Regions from separate parts of the Mus musculus genome. Here region 2 is linked to region 1. The links are chromatin contacts, called in public HiChIP or PLAC-seq maps. All regions are on one chromosome and are shown on one strand. The core of a region is the stretch at or near the end of the contact, and the rest is flanking DNA. Distances in the headings are between cores, read along the strand shown.

Region 1 (5,800 bases), core at 3,101-5,600:
AAAAAAATATCTTAATTAACCTAGAAGTCCTAGAAGTGAGAAATTTCTATTGGGGTTGTTTTATATCTATTTTGGTTTTGGAAACCTTCTGTTGATCTTCCCAGATATTCTGCTGTCCCCATTTCTGTCCCTTTTCAGCACTTCTGCACACTACCACTGAGCTATAGCCCCTGCACCAGTTAGAGACTCCTCCTGCTTGGCACTCTATATTCCACTCAAACGTACATTTTATTTAACAATTCCCATGTCTTTATCACTTCTGAGGTCTGCTTGGAACAAATGCTGTTGTACTTAATATTCTGGCTCAGTATTTTTTTCTCCCCTTGGCTCCTATTCAATCCATTTACTGAGCTCTTTAATAAAACACTTTCATCTCCAGTGTGATGGTTAATCATGCATCAACTTGGCCGTGTAATACTGCCCAGTTGTTGGGTCCAATAGTTGTCTAGATACGGCTGGGAAAATACTCTTACAGATGTGCTTCCTGTGTATCTCAGTTGACTTTCAGAAAAGGAGGTTCTCTTTAAAAGTTCAAAGGGCATGGTGTTGCACACCTAAGAGGATACTATCTTTAAAAGTTAAAAGAGCATGGTGTTGCACACCTAAAAGGATATTATCTTCAAAAGTGTGAGCATCCAGGACATGGCAGTGCATACCTCTAATACCAATGGGTGGATCTTTGAAGATTCAAGGCCAGCATGGTCTACAGAGCAAGTTCCAGGCTACTCAGGGCCTCATGATGTGGCCCTGTCTCAACTCTAACCCCTCAATGTGGACATTCATTCAGGAGCAAAATCTGGGGTTTCCCAGAAAAGACATTTTTTTTTCTCTTAAGACTAACAGAAAATCTTGCTGTGTTCTTACCCTAGACTATGAACTTTGAACTCAAGGCCCAATTTCAGCTCTTGTTTGAATTTCCAGCCTGCCAGCAGTTAGACTTTGGACTTGCCTTTGTGCATAGCCATGTGAACAAACTGTAAACCTGTTTGTCAATCTACACACAAACATATACACCACACACAGACACAGACACAGACAGACACAGACACAGACACACACACACATACACACACACACACAGAAACATGTATCTACACACATGCATACACACACTCACCCACATTCATACTCGCACACATAGGCATACACATAGAAACACATACGCACTCACACATGTACACACACATTCACACTCTCACACACACAGACACACAGAGAAATAGAAACACATTCTCATTGAGAGAGAGAGAGAGAGAGAGAGAGAGAGAGAGAGAGAGAGAGAGAATCAGCCCTCTATCTCATCAAGCCCTGAGCACACAGATTTAGCCAAATGCAGCTGAAAAGCATTGGAGCATTGGGAGGGATAAGTAGGTGTCACTATTGAATATGTACCGATTTTCTGCCTTTTTCTTCCCTAAATAGTAAGAAGAACAACTAGTTGCATAGTCTTCCGTTTTCATTAAAAGTTGTTACACAAAATAATGTTTTGGGTGCTGGAGAGACAGATGGCTTAGTGCTTAGGCGTGCTCTAAGCTGCTCATCCAGACCAAGGCAAATAACCATGGGCCGAACCCTCTGAACCCCATGAGCAGAGGAAGTCAGCCTTCCTTTCCATTTCTTTCTCCATCATTTGATCAAAGCAATGAGAAAAGTGACTAACACGCCTTTCCAAAGTGTTTCCCTCCAGTCAGCTCTCTGCTCAGCTCTTGGCAGCAATGCCAGCCAAAGTGAAGCTGTTTCTACATAGATGAGAATGTTTGGCTGTGTGCTTTGTATCAGTGTAACGCCTGGGCTGTTCCTGCTGCAGGCAGGAGCTTGGCGGACTGACCAGTGAAGCCCTTGTGCTGTGAGGTATATTGGTATATAGGGGGCAGACACAGTCCCAGCACCCTGATGAAGCCTTGTAGCTGCAAACATCAGGAGTGGAAGGGTCTAGAGCAGGCATCTCATGTGCTTTTCAAGACTAATTATATCAGTGATGATCACAACCGATGCTTATGAAAATGTGGTTTGCACAGGGTTATGGGCTAAACATTCCCTTTTAGGTTATTTATTTAAGTCACACCATACATGATGGAATAGTCATCCTGATCGTATTAGACAGATGTCATATCTGAAAACCAGAAAGATTGATGGCTCTATGTTGCACAGAGAGCAAGCGGCAAAGTTGGTCTAACTGACTTGGGGGGTCCTGTGCTTGTCGACTGGTCCCGTGGCTCTCGAAACTCCATCTTTAGTTTGAGAGTGGAGTGGCCACCACAAGCCACGCCAGCTCAGCCATGGGGAGATGTGCTCCACTCTCTTGCTTACCTAACAGGCCTTCATCGGCAGAGCCTCTGCTTCTGGAAGGTCATGGAGAAACACCTAACAGGTTCCCTTTCTCCTGCAGCCACTATCGGCAGTTTGCTTGTGGCCTTTGGTCTCATTTTCCTGTGGCAAAGGACTTAGGTACGTGAAGCAGGATAAAGGCAGCTGTGGGAGGCCCTCAGGTCAGAGAGTGAAATGGCAAGATCCTGACTGCCCTAGGGAGGCTCAGCCATCCTGTTAAGTATCTGCCTTTCCCGAGCCTTCAGTGTGTGAGGGGGAAGCTGCACTGGGCTTTCCTTTTGGTTTTTGCTGTTTTCTTCATTTGAGTCTGATGATCTTGAGAGTGAGTTTTAGTTCTTTTTTTTAAAAATTATCTATCTATCTATCTATCTATCTATCTATCTATCTATCTATCTATCTATCTATGATTTTTCTTTCTGAAGTAGAAAGAAAGCTCAGCTCAGCACCCTTTCCATCTCCGGTCCGTCTGAGTGTATGTATAGAGAAATGGAATCTTGAACTTGAAGATATATCTGATATATTGCCACTGATATAAATACCTGGCAATACCATTTTGTGCGGTTTTTTTCTTTGAACCATACATTTTATTTAGCCCAAACTAGATACATTGCCAAGGTAGGAGTTGGGCTGTGAGGGTTAGTGGGGTTATATTTTGTCAAATGCTTACACGGTTGCCTCCTCCTGGAACATTAGGAAGACTGGTTTCAGGTTAGTGTGTCCATAGGAATGAGGACTGGAGAAAAGAGAAAGAAAGAAAGAAATCCCTTCCAACCACTCACAAAGACCCAGGCCTTCTGGAAACATCGCCTCTGCTCTGCAGTGAGGTTGGAATGGGTTTCTACTTCATTTACCCTGAAAAATATAGTTCCCACCCCCTCTTTCGTGGACTCAAGTGACCTAGGAGGCAAAGAGGGCCAAACGGTAGCATCTTGACTCTTCTCTTCCACACGAATCACAATCTTTCTTTATTAACTGGGTCCTTGTAACTGCGTCATTTCTCAGGCCTAAGCTAAAATCTCTGACAGTGCAGCTCCAGGAAGGACGGGCTTCACAGTTTTAGGGGATACGGCCTATCATGGTGGGGAACCATGGCAGCAGGAATATGAGGCGGTTGCTCACACTGTGTCCCTGGGCACAAAGCAGAGGAAGACGAGTGTCAACCGACACTCAGGACTGCCTTCCTTTTCCTTTATAATTCAGTTCAGGATCTCATTGCCCAACCGAGGTAGATCTCCATTCTCAGTCAAATGTCTCAAGAGGTTCCCTTAAAGGCACACTCAGAACTGTGTTTCTTAGGTAACTACAAATCTTATCAAGTTGAAAATCAAGACTAACCATCCCAGTCCCAATCTATCAGAACGTTGAAAAGAACGTAGAATTGTCAGGGTGGTAACATCTGGACCTGGCACAGGTATGGTGTTGGGCGAGGTGACTATTCATAATGTAATGCATGACATACTTTCAGTTTTGAGCACTGTTTGCATAAGAGGAAAAGCATGTGGGGTCCATTAAGTGATTTTTTCCCCCCCTCAGTTACGAGACTCCTGGTTGAACCTCCTCTACAGGCTGAAGCTGGCCAGTCACCTTGACAACTAAGAAAATCCAAGTAGGCGTTTCAGTGTGAACAGAGTACAAACACCGTCACCACGAGGCTGCATGTACAGGGATGTGAATAGAAGCAGTGTTTCAGGGGAAGCATTATGACAGGGCTTTCTGCTTTTCTTATTTTGTTTCCATGGTAAGTCTTTCTAAAGGCTGAAATAAGTGTCTCGGCACCACACAGGGAGCAGTATGAGGAATGACGCGTGCAGTTACCCATCACCCTCTCTGCAGTACCTCATTCGGTTCCCACAAAAGCCTCGTGGAATACGTGAGGATTACCACTCTTGTTTCACTGAGGGTAAACTGAGGCCTAAAGAAACCAAGAGCCCTGATCATGATGATGCATAAGATGACAGCTACCTCGGCTGTGGTCTGGTGTCTCCACTGTGGTTTGAAGAGGTCAGGCCCAAGTGTGTAATCACAGGTGACATCAACAGCCGCCCACTTCCTGTGGCATTGCTTAATGGGTTGGGTTCTTAGTGAGCGTGATACCCACCACGGACATTTAGAAATGCACGGGGACCTTCAGTTTCAACCCCTGAGATGGGTAAGATGGGGCCTAGGGTGCTATAGAACCTGCTGCATGTAAAACTGTTGTGCAATAACAACAAAATGTTTTTGAAAATCTTTAAGAAGCAAGGCCAGAGAGACAACTCAGTGTTTGAGGAGGCCTGCCTCCAAGCCTGATAACCTGACTTACATGTTGGAAAGAGAGAAACAACTCTCAACAGTTGTCCCCTGCTTTCTACACTCACACCACGGCATCTCTGCACATCCAGCTTTGGTCCTGGGTCTCCTGAGAGCAGCAGACCTCTCTCTGGTCTAATTACAGGAATTAGACTTTGCTGTTACTAACTGCCCAGATGGAAGGTGCCCAGGGATGGGGATCTGACACCAAATCCTGCAGTTGGTGTGACACTGTTCAACCTGTTCTGGCCTGGCCATCCAACCCATCCTGGCCTGACCCTCTGACCCATCCTGGCCTGGCAGGCCTGCTGTTTATGCCAGCCTCACTTCATTTGAAGACTGCCCTTCTGAGATGCCTATGGCTTCCAGTTGGAGGCTAACCTGGGCCACATGTTGAGATCCTGTGTTAAAGAGATTAACAAATCCCTACACAGTGTGTCATACCTGGCAGTAACTCTCATCCCCTAGGGCCCTTTGGGGCAGGTAGGATTAGTAGATCCACTGTATAGTAGAGAAAGAGGCTTAAAGTGATTGTGTAAAGTTTCCAAGACCTCAAGGCTTCTAGGTTCTACAGCCAGGATTCTCCTGTCCATGTGTGGGCTGAGGAGAATCTCAGTAGCCGTTGGCCACTCTGACCAGGAAAGCCAAGGGCACCATTTACTCAGGCACAGCCAGAGTCTCTGGGTTCTTTTTTCTTGTCACCTGGGCACTGGAGCCCAGCGTCCATGGTTTTCAGCTCCTTGCAGTATCCTGGTCTGCTTTGGTAATCATGGTGGAGGAGCTTCCTGTGGGGTGAACACGTTGAAATCCTAAGCTCCCTTCATACCCCTGGGCTCCCCCAAGAGCCACACTGTGTTACACCCCTACCGCTCAGCTCAGATGAGGCCATGGGGGTTCAGGGTAGAGGACAGCATACTGGAGGAAGTGACTGTACACAAGATGGCAGACGAGAGTTCCTGCAGCTCTGGAGGGGAGGTGTATGCTAGGGGAAGTCTGAGTTCACAGACACAGCGCCCCCCCCCCTTTCTAACTCAGGAATGGGCTAGAGAGAAATGAGCCTGTAACCAAGCACAAAGAGGCCCCCAAATGAAAACTCAACACGGTCGATGAGTGCTGTGTGCTGAGCCACAGGAGAGCCAAGGCAAAGGGGAGAGTCTTACTCACATTAATCCTGTCTTCATAT
Region 2 (6,017 bases), core at 3,518-6,017, 230 kb after region 1:
CACCATAGATAGAATGAGCAGTTGAAGAAAGGTATTTATTGGGGGTGAGGAAACACACACACACACACGCACACACACACACACACACACACACACAGAGAGAGAGAGAGAGAGAGAGAGAGAGAGAGAGAGAGAGAGAGAGAGGGAGAGAGAGCAAGCAGGCACACACAGAGAAAAGGACCTCCTGTAAAGCTGATAGGGGGTGGGGCACCTGGAATTCCAGAAGCTGAAAAATCCAGTCTCCTCTCAGGGGAGGGAGTTTTTAAGTCTCTGAACACTTTTCCTCGCTAATGTAGGGTCGGTCAGTTTGAAGAAAATAGGAGGGTTTATTGGCCCATAATAGTTGTGTAGCATGTCCTGATCTGGCCTCCAACTTGCTGAGTCAGGGTATCAGCAGGGAGACTCTTGGTGGGTGAAAAAAGCCTGCAAGCCCTTTGTTTTAAACTGCCTCAGTCCAGATCAGGGAAGAAGGCAGCCATCTTGGGAGTACCCCCCACCCACCCACTTTATTGCCCAACCCTTCCCCTATCTGTCTACCAAGAAATTTCTCATTCCTTGTCTCTCGCTTTAACCCAGAGCTCAGCAATGAGGTGGTCTATCTGTCCAGCCTTTGCCTCTCTCTCTCCCCGCTTCCTGAACACTGGGATTGTAGGAAGTTGTCCTTCTCCTTCCAGCTCCTTCTGTCCCAAGAGTTCCGGTGATCCACACTCCACTCTTTGCACTTACACAGCAAGCACCTTACCCACTGAGCCATCTCTCCAACCAATGTGCAGCTTGTGTTGGGATTTCATTCTGCAGATGTGATTGATCGGATCACTAGGCATACATAAGGTTAGGCTGCAGCCATGACCAGGCCACTCTGAGCCCCAGCCCTCTGCTTACATGGCTGGTTTTTCTCGCATGGCCAAGCTCCATCATAAGCAAACTAGGGTCTCAATGACGCATCACCCTTTGTTCTAAATCCAGGAAGAATCTGAGAAGCCACTGTGTTCTGTTGAGGTTGGAGCTTCCTACGCTGCTGCTATGGCTGTCACAGTGAGAAACATGACATCACGTGGTGTTCCTGTCTCCTGATCTACCTCTAATTCACCTGCGTCCCGTCCCCTCTCTGCCCCTACCTTTCTCCTTCACCTACCAGGTTTCCCTGTAGCTCTTACTTCCCCACCCCCAACCCAGAGTTCTAAGATAGGGACACTGCTCTTTGCTCTTGCCTTGCCTGGATTTTGAGTCACCTGATCTGTGTCCTCTGAGAGAGGACAGTGAACTATTCACCCAACCCATGCCCAACAACCCCTCATCCCACATACATGGTCCCACATACATGCCATGGTCCAGGGGCTGCTTCCTTGGGTTATCCGTTCCCATCTCCATCACACCGTTATCTGTAAGACCCTAGAGCAGATACCCAATAGAGTTTGTGGAAAGCATATACAAAGGGAGGAGGGAGGAGACACAGGCTCAGCAAGCAGATCAGGCAGGAATAGCCCCCACTGCGTCATGAGGAAGGGGAAAAAAAGACAAGAGGAAGGGTATAAGACAGGGGCCTTCCTGCAGAGCTCAGAGAGGCCAGGCCCCTCTTGACCAGCAAGAGCCAGCTCTAGCATGGCCTTGTGGAGAGACCAGGGACTGTGACATGTCAAGGTTAACGTTCGAAAACAGAACTGTAGAGGAAAGATGATAACAACAGCGACAGCCTGGCCCCCGACCTCTCCCCTTTGCAGACACTGAGCAGGAAGAGCACTGAGCCAGAATGGGGAAACAACTCTTGCTGAGTTGGAGAGTCTGTCGTCATGGAGACAGGGACACCTCTTGCTTCTCTCAGCCTCTGATATGCAGTTCAGGGTGGTTTCATATCAGGCGGACTTGGATTCGAGTCCTGATTGTCAGTTGTGAGCTGTGTGATGCGGGTTGAGTTCCTTAATCTTGCGGAGCCTGTTTATCTTGTGCTCAACGAAGACAATGGTACCTTGTGCATCTGTCATGAAGACTGGGGCAGTGTCACGTGGAGTATCAAGAACATTCCTCTTCCTTACCTTGCCTTCTGGCCCTGGTATCTCTGCTTCTCCAGTTCCCAGTACCCTGTCTTGCACCCTGAACTGAACCTCCTGCTTCATCTCTTGCTTGACAGTGACCCCACCCTGTCCACCAGTGTCAGAAACACTAGAACAACGAACTGGCTAAAAGTTATCTCTCTACTGCCATCTTGCTTCTTGGTCTTATGGCTTTCCCATAGTAAATACGTGAGTTTTCTTAGAAGTCATTCTACATTTGGCTTGTCAGAAATACTTGGGAACAGAAATGGTTTGTTTGAATTTCAAGTTTTTAATTTTAGCAAACTTGCATATCCGTAATGAGACATCTTGGGGAGGGAGGTAAGATCAAGTGGAATCCTGAACTTTGTTTAATGTTTCATGTACACAGTTGCCCGGTCTCAGGGTCCCTTTGTACAATGTTTTCAGTACCCTTTTGTTTTGACTACAGCCTGTCACGAGAGGTCAGGTGTGGAACTTTCCACTTGTAGTGTCATGTCAGAGCTCAGAAGGCTTTGGATTTCAGAGTTTGCAGTAGGGGTTCACAGACATGCCACCCTCTCTTGTGAGGTCTGTGCAGAGCATGGATGGCTACTGGCTGAGGAATCAGAGGGCACAGAGCTACCTAGAGCAGGTGCTGCCACCAGTTCACCCTTGGCTGCACCTCTGCACAGAGCCTGCTTCAACAGTGGGCACAAACCAGTTCCTCAGCAAGGCCCTAAAGTCCCTGAGATCAGCCTTGGAGGTTCCTTTTCCTGGCTCCAAGTAGCTCCATTTCCTTCCAGGCTTTGTGCGTTGGCACCTCTGCAGGAAGGAAAGATCTATGGTTTGCCGGGGCCCCTGACAGGCAGTCCCGAGGATAATGTATGTCACGTCATCAGAACCACTTTTTCTATATTGGCAGCTGGTGGATGTGATCATGTGGCCTCTGAGAAGGAGGAATGGGAGAGTTAATAAATATCCTTATGGGAACCGACTCTAAGTTCTCATTAAGTGGTCTTGGCTGTTTGTTCTTTCCACTTGATCCTATTTGCCCTTTTCCACATTTGGAAAAAAAATTAGAAAGAGGAGAATGTATACCAAGCATAAAATAATCTATCATAAAACATTTCAGCATTTACAAATGGTAACTCTGGAGCTGTCGAGATGGCTCAGCAGGGAAAGGCTGAGCCAGCATGATCTGAGTTTAGTCTCTCCTACCCACGGGGCAGAAGGATCGACCTGACCCTGCAAGTTGTCTTCTGACCTCCATATGCATGCCACTGCATGGGTGTCCACCCTGTGAATAAATAAATAGACAAAACTTTAAAGATTCTTTTAGAAGGTGAAGTATAGTTTTGTGGATTGTCAGTAGTCACCTCCTGTCTGTCCAGGTGAATAGTAAGTGTACCTTAGCAAAACAAGCCGTGTGAACCACTCTGTGCAAAATCCTCAGATCAAATGAGTTAGGCTGCGAGGGTCCTCAGAGCCTTCTGGAAATACTTTTTCTACAATCGCCTGTGCTCAGATGTTTCTGTGACTTAAATCAAGGTTAACAGGGACCCTGGGCCCCCACTGAGGGCCTACTGTGTGTTAGACATCCAGTGATGTACATACTAACAGCAGTATTTTCACAGTCTCCTGGAGATGGTCCTCTCCAGGAGGACAGGGATCCCACTGGCCCACAGTCCCACATTGCAGAGGATGCTGCCATCCCATAAACCTGTTACTCTGGCCACACACCAATCCTGATGGAGCTCCAGCATTGCCTAGGAAACAAAGCCCCAGGTCACATTTCACACCCTGAACTTGACTCTCCCACTTCTTTCCTTGACCAAACTAATTTGCATAGCATAATCTGAAAGTGTCATATTCCTCCTCCTCTGCCAGCTCTCTGTGCTATACCAGCCTCTGGAGGTCCTTGTGTCAAATGAAAACCATTTAGTTATCATGAAGGAATGGTGCTGTTTCCCTTCGGCATGGAGGACCATGACTTTGGACTTTCTGCTTCAGCTCCTTCACATGCCCTTCCCCAGGTGGCCTGCAGAGAAAGGGGTGGCCCCAGCCCCCCACCTTCATTTGCTCTCACCCACATTTTGAAAGGTGGATGGAGACTGCTTGTCTGTGAGGTTGCATAATCAATTCCAATTACTAATCTAAAACAAGTGGGCAGACAGGTTGACATGAGTCCACGGTAGAACAGTAAAACCACTGGTTAGCACAGAGAGAACCTGCCAGGCAAGCAGGGGGAGGGGGATTATTTAACCAGCATTGGCCAAGGAAGGATTATGGCCTCTCCGGTCCCTTTATAGCAGAAGCACGTCCTGCTTCTGTGCAATGTGGAAATCTGAAAGCCAGCCCATAAACTGCTGCTACTGCCTAAGACAGAAAGTGGCACTAGAAAGACAGAGCTGAGATGACCTCTGAGCCTCCAGGGAGCCAGAGAGCATTTAGTGAGCAGGACACCCTGTCTTAGGGTTTTACTGCTGTGGAGAGACACCATGACCAAGGCAACTCTCATAAGGACAATATGTAATTGGGGCTGGCTTATGGTTTCAGAGGTTCAGTGTCATCAAGGCAGGAGCATGGCACTGTCCAGCCAGGCATGGTACAAGAGGAGCTGAGAGTTCTACAATTTCATCTAAAGGCCACTAGGAGAAGACTGGCTTCCAGGCAGCTAGGATAAAGCCTATGCTCACAGTGACACATTTCCTTCAGCAAGGCCACACCTACTCTAGCAAGGCCACACCTACTCCAACAAAGCCACACCCACTCCTACATGGCCATACCTCCTCATAGTACCACTTCCTGGGCTAAGCATATTCAAACCACCACACAGTCCCTATGGGGTTTTAGGCTAATGTCTCAGACTTTCTATTGAGAGGCTTGTGGAAATAACCCCATTTCTGCCACTCATCCCTTGGAGGGGGTTGCAGTCCTGCAGTCAGTGCTAAAGAGCATACATAGTCCATGGATCAGAGTGTCTGCTTGCCTTTCACCTGAACCTGCCTTCCCAAGCAAGTCTTACATCCAGTGCCTCTGTTTCCTTTCCTTGTCCATGGAAAAGAGGCCGTAGTAGAGCCTCATTTCATGAGATTGTGTTGAGGATGAGGAGGAGAATGTCTGAAATCATTACGCCTGTCTGCAGCACTAGGGGTCATGGATGCGAGGACGCATCCTCATGTGTGTAAGAGGCAGCAAGAGTCACACCACTGGCTTGTTGAGAGGCTTAAATGACCTAAAATTATAAAGCACTTAGAGCGGCCAGCATCTAGGCTGGTGAGTACTCTGTAGCGTGAGTTCACTGGACAGCTCTGCGAAATCTCGTTTAATCAGGTCGACACAGTACAGAGTGATCCTGTAAATGAAGGATGACCCGGGACACTTGTGATTTTGTTCTGTAAACAGATAACATTAACCAGAAAATGACCACTTCTCTTGATCATGTTCTCCCCATCACAGGACTTTCACTAGTGTCACCGAGTGTACTTCATCCAACACTTTACCCAGCTACTCTGCCTATCTGAGTCCTGTCCCTCGGCTTCTCCTCGACAGGGATATGCCCACAGGACAATCTTCTGTGGCTGATCACGAGCTTTTTTTCTTCTTCTCTGTGTGGGTTGGTACACTGGCCATAATCATTTCACAACATTGCCTGGCTAATCATAAGGCTTATCAAATGGAAAACTTAACCACAAATGAGTTGGTTTCATCATATCTTGCAAGGGTGTGTTCATTGTTCTCTTTGGCTTGACTTGATTCCTGCCTCAAATCTTGTAGGATTTTCATGCTGGTAGCTACTATTTATATCTTACATCATTTGGGGCATTTCCTATGAGCTGTGGGCACTCTATATGTGTGCTGTCTGTTAGTTCTCCCTTGGTTAAACTACTGAATGAAAGGACATAAGTACTATGGTTTGAATGTGTTGACAAGACAATCCCTCAATTCACATGTTAAAGCTGTCTGGAGGTGGGGCTTCGGGAGGTAATTGAAATTAGGCCAGAT

What was found. HiChIP or PLAC-seq counts read pairs in DNA pulled down with a chosen protein or histone mark.
Region 2: a BATF HiChIP or PLAC-seq map of CD8 T cells shows a contact between it and region 1, with 6 read pairs. The contact joins two enhancer-like sites. A contact is called at or near these places in 3 of 484 Hi-C or Micro-C datasets (cerebellum, conventional dendritic cells and nephron progenitors) and 1 of 115 datasets of contacts at active chromatin or transcription factors (CD8 T cells).

Annotation. Positions count from the first base shown.
Region 1 is chr3:52,494,676-52,500,475 of GRCm38.p6, forward strand. No RefSeq gene overlaps it. Among named protein-coding and RNA genes, the nearest start is that of Gm30173, 19 kb to the right of the region's middle. Within about 2 kb of position 4,351, at least 34 of the 459 cell types and tissues checked have an H3K27ac peak or open chromatin away from gene starts, as enhancers often do. A contact at or near this core is called in CD8 T cells, where this site is marked.
Region 2 is chr3:52,727,409-52,733,425 of GRCm38.p6, forward strand. No RefSeq gene overlaps it. Among named protein-coding and RNA genes, the nearest start is that of Gm22798, 7.7 kb to the left of the region's middle. Within about 2 kb of position 4,768, at least 9 of the 459 cell types and tissues checked have an H3K27ac peak or open chromatin away from gene starts, as enhancers often do. A contact at or near this core is called in CD8 T cells, where this site is marked.